Regions from separate parts of the Danio rerio genome. Here region 2 is linked to region 1. A link is a contact called in public HiChIP or PLAC-seq data. All regions are on one chromosome and are shown on one strand. Each heading gives the region's core, a stretch centred on a gene start, on an enhancer-like site or on the middle of the called end of the contact. The rest is flanking DNA. Distances are from core to core; before and after follow the strand shown. Region 1 holds the start of ebf1a (EBF transcription factor 1a). Region 2 overlaps ebf1a (EBF transcription factor 1a).

Region 1 (4,840 bases), core at 975-3,474:
GAGTCTGAAACTCTTCATGCGATTTGTTTTCCAATCCACAAAAAACAGACTCTGTTTGTTGTTACAGTATGTACAAAATATGCAAGCACTTTTGTTAGTCATAATTACCCCCAACTGAGACTCTTATTAGTAAATTAGTCTATTTTTTAACGTCAAGCTGAGTTGGATCACAAACTCAAATATAATCCTGGTTATTTCATATAGCCTACATTGTGCATTAATGAAGAAATTATCAAAACGGTGCTTTTTCTTGGCTAGATAAATAAATAAATAAATAAATAAATAAATAAATAAATAAATAAATAAATAAATTGTAGATATTTATACTGCATTAAAACTAAATGTGCTTTTTATATACAAATACATGCTGGTCTGATCGCTTAAACAGACAAAAGTAGCCCACTGATTAAATTATGTCACGTGACAAAAACTTTGTTTTACATTATGATTTATTTTATGGTTATTCAATTCAATTAAATGGTTAGTGCTCATCAACGACAGTGTGATTTATGTGGACATCTGCTTTACAGATCAAATCGAATTTGTCGCTGTCAGCAATGGGATTAGTTGTATTATATAAAGGTTAATTTGAGCTTTTTTATATGATTATCATAAATATGGACACATGTTAAACAGGATTGCGCATTGATTTTTTTTTCTCGAACATGGGACATTTAAGTGACGCACATAATAAATTTTAGTTATGCTAAATAACATGTCTGTCTCTTATTTGGACACAATTCACCGTTTTCGCCAAGACTCGTTGTGTAGTTTCTGCCACTTTAAACTGCTGTGTGGCATATAAATACAAGGACCCAAGGGGAGTACAATTCCCCTCTGCCTGACCAGCTCTGCATAGGACGGACTCAGACCTCTCTCCTCCGTGCAATTCATTTAGCTCTGGTGCAATATCCATATCCGGAGCAAGCTCATTTTGAACATTTCTGAAATATAATAAAGCATATTTCAAATATTAATAAAAATGATTTTGTTTAAAAGAGGAAAAAAGTGCTGCTATTTACACTGTTTTGCGCTTATATTGTATTTTGTGTAGTCGTTTTATATTGTTTTTGACTAAGCATGCTGTTTAAACATTAGGTCTGAATGATCCGGTTTTGTTTGATGCGTTTAGCCTATTGTCGCTGCGGTGTTATATGGATTATAATATCTGCATTCTGCTCCTTTATCTATACTAATAAAAAAGTAGGCAATTTTAAAAAGCATTAAATAATTTTGTCAGTAAGGATTTTATAGTTTATTTTTTACTGATAACTGAAATAATAAAAAACAAACCTCAATGTTGGTGCAATGCACTAAGACGTCTCTTTGGAAATGTTTATGACACTAATTATAAATTTAGTCACATTGGTTGTCAAACATAGTATTTCTCGGGTTTATGTCTCTCATACGCACATTAATGAAATACTTCATACTTTATAATACTTTATACTACATTATGGTATTAGCCTAATAAAAAATCGACAATGATGTTTTAAAGAAAGCAGAATATCCTAGTGTGACCACGTTTTGGTTGGCTATATTAAAGCCTACCAGCTTACAAAAGTTCTCAATTCATTTATTTTACCTGAATATAAACTCTCAAGAACACACATCGCGCTCGTCTAGCAGGTAACCATAGCAACAGAGGTCTGTTTGACATGTCATTATTGATAATTTATGAAATAAAAATACTGACATAGCTATCATATTCTCTTTAAGCAATAATGCAGTGTTTTAAGGGCTTTTGGAAAAGCTGATAAATCTGCCAGGGGCGCCAAACCTCAACGCAACGCGCGCGGCGAAAACTCCCTCAGAAATGTTTTTATAAAACATCCAACTCTTGAGAGAGTTGCTGAACAACCCTAACACTAGCTCATCCCTATTTAAACAAACCCACTGTGCTGTTTCTTAAACAAACTTACAATATTAAAAGACAACTCTGCGTTCATGCGAACCACATCAGCTTGGCTCGACTCGCGCGGCGCGCTCCGGACTGCAGCTCCCCGCGTGACATTTAACGCGCGCATAACTTCTTTCTGGTTTCCCCTCTAAACACGCAGCTCGCTAAGTGGGCAGGGCGGGCTGTGATATCTAATTAGGCGACGGGCTTCGTGGTTGGGTGGACAGCTAATGGTAGTTCGGCTTACTTATGTTTGGGGGGCGGCCCTGCGTGCGCAGTCACTCCCTCCTCCTCCACCTCCTCCTCCCTTTGGGGTTAGTTTGCTTGTGTTTAGTTCCCAGAGACAGTCAAATCGGATTCCTTTGGGAAAGGACACAAATCACTCCCGTTTGAACAAGGGGAACAGCGAGGGAGCTGTCTCCACAAGGGTCCACCTCTCGTGGTTGATTTCATATTGCTCATTCATGTGATTTGATCAGAGAATACTCTTTGTGGAGAAAGACAGGAAAGGAAAGGAGGAGAAAATAAAGAAAGAAAAAAAATAGTCTCTGGATGATGACATTTGATCTAACCCTCAGCGAAGCCCGTTCTTGATCCTATTGTTTCTTAAAGTGACATTAGACTTTTTTCCCTCTTTCTCTCTCTCCCCCGCGCGCTAGACCGAAGGGACCTCCGGTTTAATCTTGCAGTTTTTGGTTTGTTTGTTTGTTTATTGTTGTGCGGTGTTCCCAAACCTGGATGTTGACATCTCGCGTTTCTTTTGGCACGTCGGTGTATTTTCGGTTTCACAGAGGAAGCGCTAATAGAGACAAACGCGGTGACACCTGCTCACCCGTACTCCTCTCCTTGTCTTTTTTTAACGGAGCGATCAAAAGAAGCAAGCAGCGACTGAGACGGTGACAGGAGTCTGTTTTCATGTTCGGGATTCAAGACAGCATTCAAAGGAGCGGGAGTAGTATGAAAGAGGAGCCCATCGGTGCCGGGATGAACGCTGTCCGGACATGGATGCAGGGCGCCGGAGTGTTGGATGCGAACACAGCCGCTCAGAGGTAAGCCGGCGGCGGTCTGCAGCGCCACGGCAACAGCTCGACGGAATGATATCGGGCGCTTATCATCCTGGGACGACACAAAACGCTCATGTATATCATCCTAATCAGTGCGCGATATCTGCTTATTAATAACCAGCTGACAAAGAGATTGATTTATTGCTGCGATAAGTTCGTAGCATCCTCCTGCGTGTCGTCGGCACCGACACATTGAAACGATGGAGTTGCAAGTCACATTTAAACTATTTAAAAAATATTTCTTCTGACATTATTATTTTAGCCTTAAAATAGCGGCTGCTTTTTAATGACTTTGCAACAGTGCGTTGATTTATTTGCCCTAAAATATGGAGTTTTAAAGAAAATAAATACCAGTAGCCTAGCTTACTTGTTTGTTCAAGTATAGATTTAGAGCAATTAAGCTACTTTATGATTTATCACAATTGCCAATAGTATGTTAAATGGAATATATGTTGTTAAAGACTAGCATAACTTTTTAAGTGATTGTGTAAAACACAAAGCTATATTTCAAGTTGTTTTCTTAAACTAATAAAGCAATTCACGTGTGCTATTTCAGGGCTTTCCCGTTGCACATTTGAACTAAAATTAGCCTATTTATTTTTAATATTTTGAGACAATTATAATAAATCACAAAATAGGCTATAATTGTTGCTTTTAATTATAAATACATCCATCATCATTCTGTCTGTCTTTCTTCTGTGTGTTTATAGTGGAGTGGGTCTTGCTCGAGCACACTTTGAGAAGCAACCTCCTTCAAACCTTCGTAAATCCAACTTCTTCCACTTCGTATTAGCGCTATACGACAGACAAGGACAACCCGTGGAAATTGAAAGAACATCTTTTGTTGGATTTGTTGAAAAAGAAAAGGCAAGTCAAACGTTATCCTTTACACATATCGGTTTTGCAAATTTGAGTGAAAATGGTTTATCAACTCTGATAATTATTAATGTTGGGCTTAAGTCGAAAGAATTATCATTATTATTATCATTATTATTATTATTATTATTATTATTATTATTATTATTATTATTATTATTATGATTATTATCATTATTAGCTACATGTTCAAGTAGTAAGCTATAATTTCACTGAAGCTTTTTTACCCTTCAATACTTTGTACATTTACTAATGTATAATTTTCAGATAAGTTACAGTGATAAGGATGAATTTTCCTTTTTAAAATGTTATATTAGTAAATGTATTATTATGAAAGTATCAAATGATGTTTTAATAAAAATACTGCACACAAATAATATTTGTGTAAACAGTTAGAAATTATCTAAGCAAGTGAAGTTACTGCTGATTTTATTAAAAGATGTGGCTAATAATACTGTGTATTTACTGACTGTACTTATACTCAAGGCACAAAGGTAGCTTAGTTTTTTTTTAAATAAGTTGATGTATTAATCTGTTCGTTTACCATCTGAGATTTAATGTATTTTGAACTGCAGATGTTGTTCGGACTGGCTAATTTGCGTTAGCGGTTATTTATTTATTTATTTATTTATATTTATTTATTTTTTGGCCTCTTGGTCCGCATGGGAATAGCCGGTCTGACCTACAGGGCTTGTTAGAAATAGTCAAATATGTTTTTCTTGCTAACCAACAAATTTATTTTTGCAGGAATCTACCGGAGAAAAGACAAACAATGGGATCCATTACAGATTGCAGCTCCTTTACAGCAACGGTAAGGCGGAATTCGCATAATCTTAGACTTATTGAACTTTGCATAAACACATCAGGGATTTACTTCAGCACCACAATTTGAATAAAATAAAAGACATCGAGAAGGACGGGTGACAGAGAAATAAATAATTCACTGCGTAACTAGATCAAACAGAATTAAAACGAATATAATGACCTAGATACAACTACA
Region 2 (4,838 bases), core at 187-2,686, 110 kb after region 1:
ATGTCATAATTGTCTTCTTTACACCAATCAGCATTTAGCTGGTGTTTGGTGTGGTGGTCTGGCACAATATGGCTGCCATTGCAAAATCCACGTAGATACTGCACACTGGTGGTGGATGAGGAAATTCCACCCTTGTGTAAAACACTTTGAGTGTCCAGGAAAGCGCTATATACATATAAGGAATTATTATTATTATTATTATTATTAATAATAATAATAATAATAGTAATATATCATAAAGCATATGTGTTTTTGTGTTTAACTCCATGAAATAGAACTATTGCCACACTTTCTTTTGTTTTGCTATGTTTTGTGTTGTGTACAGTGATTCTGTTGTCCTTTTGGTCAACATCACAGATGTGACAGAATCTGCTGTCGAAGACACACATCAAACACTTAATCATGCTATATTTTCTGACATAATAAATGAGATAAAATGACTGGTTCTTGAGTTTAGGATTCACCATGACACTCTATCTCAAACAAACTCAGGTTGAAATTGTGCAGTCTGAACAAGCTACAAAAGGGCTTCCACTAGAGGACTGCACTGCAAATCCAGGAGTCCGAGACTCCCACTTTCCATCTCCATCAATGTGTCATGATGAGTCCAGCACCCCTCCACTTTGTCCTGAGAAATATTTAAAGAAAAACAGAGTGGAATTACCTGACACAGGACAGGATTAGACAGAAAGCGCGGAGTGATAAATTTTTCATTGCAATGAGATGTTGTGGCTGAATAAAACATTGCTTTTTAAATAGACATGGGCTAACATGGAAGGTGTTCCCTGCCAGTCTCTCTCGGCGGAGCGGCTGACAGCTACACGCTCATGTCACATGCAGCCACACCGACTTACTATACACTTCACTATACTCTCTCTCAGAGCACACTTTCTTACCACTTTCGCATCAAATTTGGTGTCATCCTTGCCTATTTCATCCGATTCCGACTGGCAGCCTGTCTGAGCATGTGTGACATGAGGAAATGTGTGTGTGTGTGTGTCTCCGACTGTCCTCTTTGACAAACTACACGGCGCCCTCTTTGTGAGTACAGAGACCTGGCCTGACTTTCTCACACAGCATTAGCATGCCAACATGCCCTCTCGCACCTTCCGCCCGCTACACGTGCCTAACGTGATCCTACACACTAGGCCGACTTGCCCCTTTTTCTCTCTCCCGCACTGTCAGTCAGTGACCCCACTGTTACTCTGAGCTCTTACAGATGGCCTGGGCTCAGATAGCATCTGCCTCCTCCCATCCATCACAAGCGGCTGCTCTGCGGAGCTCCACGGCAGGGGCCCCACAAGCCTGCCAGATCCGTTACCCCACCTCCGTGTGTGGGACTCAGGTACCGAATACTGCCTGCTAGCCTACGGTCACTGGAAAAGTGGAGGAACCCTAGTCTCCACAGTCCAGACTGGGAGCGAAGGCCTGGCTGTGGGTTATTAATGGGCCCCCCTTGTTGTGCCTCGGCCCCCAAGGCGTCCGCCTCCGTAGCTCCTGGCACGGGACACCGGCTCATAAATCTCCTTAAATAATGCCGTGCGGCAGCTAGGGGAAAGGGGTCACTACGGAAACAAGGCAGTCAGGCTGAGATGAAGTGTCAGTGATGCATGGCCTGTGCCCCCGAATGCAGGTAACATTCCCCCCCAGCATACGCACAGGAGAAGAAAGGGGAGGGTTTGGAGGCACAAAGCACGACCTGCAACCACAAAACAGATTTTTATCAGGAATACAAGATTTATATATTTTTGTGTGAAACTTCAAGACCCCTGAGATGCAGAGGAGTCCCCCAAAATCAGAGCTCCACCAGCAGACGAGCGAGGTAGTGGAGTGGCAGCTGAAAGCCGAACATGTGGTTTGAATTAACACCCTCCCCAGGGTTCAGCCCAACAGTGGGGGAGGCAGGATCTGAGACTACCTTGTGATGATAGACACATCCGTCTGATTATTGTTCTTCTCTTGACACACATCACTTTCACATGCGCTGTAGAGTTCCCACGCCTTTTTTCTTCTCCTGCTTCAAAAGTTTGAGTGAACTCAAAATGTGGATATGATAATAGAGATTTTTTGGAAAGATTATAGATCAGGTTCCGAAACTAACCAGGACTCAGCGAGATACCACAAATGCCTCAGAAATGAATTAATTTGTTATCTTACACCGTATAAGAACTTTCAATTCCGTTCCGCTCAAATAGATTACATCTGTTAAAATTGACATTTATCTACATATGCACCTATTCTTTAAATTATACATTTGTTTAAACCAGCCTCCAGCTGAGTCTTGTTTCCTCCCAGGGTTTCTTCTTCATCTTCAGGAGTTTTTCCTTTCCCTGGTCGCCTTTGGTTTGCTCACTTGAGAATTCGACTATGCTTTGAAAAGTTGCTTTGGAACTATAAAAAGGCATTATACAAATACACTGAAAAAAAATATGTTCAATGAAAATGAAACTTAATTTAATATTACTAATAATATTGTAGAATAAAATATTATACATTGCTTAGTATTATGTCCTAAACATTTAAGTAATAATAATAAAATTAATAATAATAATAATAATAATAATAATACATGTATCACATATAAAGTTAATATGTTTATATTCAAAACATTGATGTAAGTCATTTCTTTTTTTGAAACAAGTTTGCATTATATTGACTAAAAATTACACAACACATAAACAGTTGAAGTCAGAATTATTAACCCCCCCATTTTTTTCCTTTTAAAATATTTCCCAATTTATAATTAACAGAGCAAGGAAATTTTCACAGTCTGTCGGATAATATTTTTTCTTCTGGAAAAAGTCTTATTTGTTTTATTTTGTGTTTTTTAATAGTTTAAACCCATTTTAAAGTCAAAATTATTAGCCACTTTAAATGATATATTTCTTCGATAGTCTACAGAACAAACAATTGTTAAACAATAACTTCCCTATTTACCCTAACCTGCCTAGTTAACTTAATTAACCTTTTTAAGCCTTTAAATGTCACTTTAAGCTGTATAGAAGTGTCTTGAAAAATATATAGTCAAATATGTGCTGTTATCATGGCAAAGATAAAATAAACCAGTTAAAAATGAGTTATTAAAACTATTATGTTTAGAAATGTGTTGAGAAAACTTCTCTCCATTAAACAGAATTTGGGGAAAAAAACTAACAGGGGGCTAAAAATTCTGACTTCAACGCTACATAAATATAATATATAAGTAATATGTAATAACTGAATTAATTAATTAATGAATGAGCTATTTAAATACATACAACTTTAAAGTGTGAAAATATTTGAAGGATATTTAATAATTTTAATTATGAAATTAAATCAAGTTATATAATATAACTTATATAATGCAACTTAACTAACTTAAATGATTATAACTTAAATTAAATCAAGTTAATTTATATCAAATAAATCAAGTTTAACAATATTGCAATGTTTGCTTATGTAATTAAATCAAGTTGTAACTTAGGGCGTCACAGTGGCTCAGTGGGTAGCACGATCATCTCACAGCAAGAAGGCCCAGCTGGGTCAGTTTGCATTTCTGTGTGGAGTTTGCATGTTCTCCCCGTGTTCGCATGGGTTTCCTCTGGGTGCACCGGTTTCCCCCACAGTCCAAATAAATCCGGTCTAGGTGAATTGAATAAACAAAATTGGCCTTAGGCATCTGCTGCATAAAACATATGCTGGATAAGTTGCCGGTTCATTCCGCTGTGGAGACCCCTGATTAAAAAAAGGGACTAAGCCGAAAAGAAAATGAATGAATAATGTAACTTAACTTAATCTAACTTGATATATGAAATTAAATCAAGTTATATAATATATAACTTATATCATAAGTTATATATTATATAGTTATAATATTGTAAGGATATTTAACAATATTGCAATTTTTGCCTATGAAAATAAATCAAGTAAATTCTGATAAGGCCTAATAAAACCAAACCTGGCAACATCTCTTGTAGATAAATAGCTTTGTTGTGACATGTACCATCTGTTTTAATTCAGGAGTTCAGCAGCAGTTGCCAGCCTCTTCCAGCGGCAGCATCTCTAGTCGTCAGTGTCTCCGTTCAGCTCGTACGGCGAAGCTTTAAGCGCGGAGAAGATTGTTGTATATTAGTTTAATAAAGTCAGAGACAAATGAAGCCCCCCTGCCAAAGAGGACTGTGTTACACACTTCATGAACCAAATTAGTGTGGCAGCGCAACACGCCGGCGCGTCGCTTTTGTTCCGGAGATGATCTGCATAGCGGAGCTCATTTCTCAGACAGATAAATCTGACGGCAAGCCGTGACTTCCCCCCTGAAGTAAATAGTGTAAATAATGAAAGGGCCTGCCAGCGGCGCTTGAGGAATGACTTCATCCCGAGCTATTTATACAGACTGTCAGAGGGGAACAAAAAAGGAACTGGGCAGGGAAGAGGAGAGAATGGGAGCTCCATCTGATTGGATAAAGAAACAGACTGGCTAATGCCTTCTGGGTAATAGAGATGGAGCACCACTTGAGTGTTGTGTATGTGTGGTTGGGACGGAGGGAAGCTTTTAATTGAGAGGTGAGAGGGATGGATCCCACAGGTTAACTCCATTCTTCAAGGGCCATTAATATGGATCAGATAAGGTTTTTAGTGCACTGCACCTCCAGTGACACACGACATGCTCTATTAATCCCACTGATGTTGTGGACTTGCCCGATGATTATAGATGAATTTGTCATATTCTGTTGTGGTTAAGACGAATTAAGCGAATGATAAAGATAAAAATGCTTTGTTCTCTGGTCACGGTTATAAGGGCCCAAAACTCGCGTCTCTCCCTATTTTGAGATTCAAGAGATGCACTGTTCATATGGACC

The links. HiChIP or PLAC-seq counts read pairs in DNA pulled down with a chosen protein or histone mark.
Region 2: a contact with region 1 is called in an H3K4me3 HiChIP or PLAC-seq map of embryo, with 8 times the contacts expected there. The contact joins the enhancer-like site here to the promoter of ebf1a in region 1. A contact is called at or near these places in 8 of 18 Hi-C or Micro-C datasets (caudal fin, embryo, fibroblasts and 1 more) and 2 of 4 datasets of contacts at active chromatin or transcription factors (caudal fin and embryo).

The regions. Positions count from the first base shown.
Region 1 is chr14:39,622,157-39,626,996 of GRCz12tu, forward strand. ebf1a (EBF transcription factor 1a) reads left to right here and starts at 2,225. Exons shown (of 17, transcript NM_001423971.1): 1 at 2,225-2,949; 2 at 3,675-3,831; 3 at 4,588-4,651. The coding sequence starts at 2,816. LOC141377560 (a long non-coding RNA gene) reads right to left here and starts at 2,038. Exons shown (of 3, transcript XR_012389897.1): 1 at 1,923-2,038.
Region 2 is chr14:39,735,010-39,739,847 of GRCz12tu, forward strand. The region is part of intron 6 of ebf1a (EBF transcription factor 1a); the gene reads left to right. Among named protein-coding and RNA genes, the nearest start is that of ebf1a, 110 kb to the left of the region's middle. Within about 2 kb of position 1,437, at least 12 of the 62 cell types and tissues checked have an H3K27ac peak or open chromatin away from gene starts, as enhancers often do.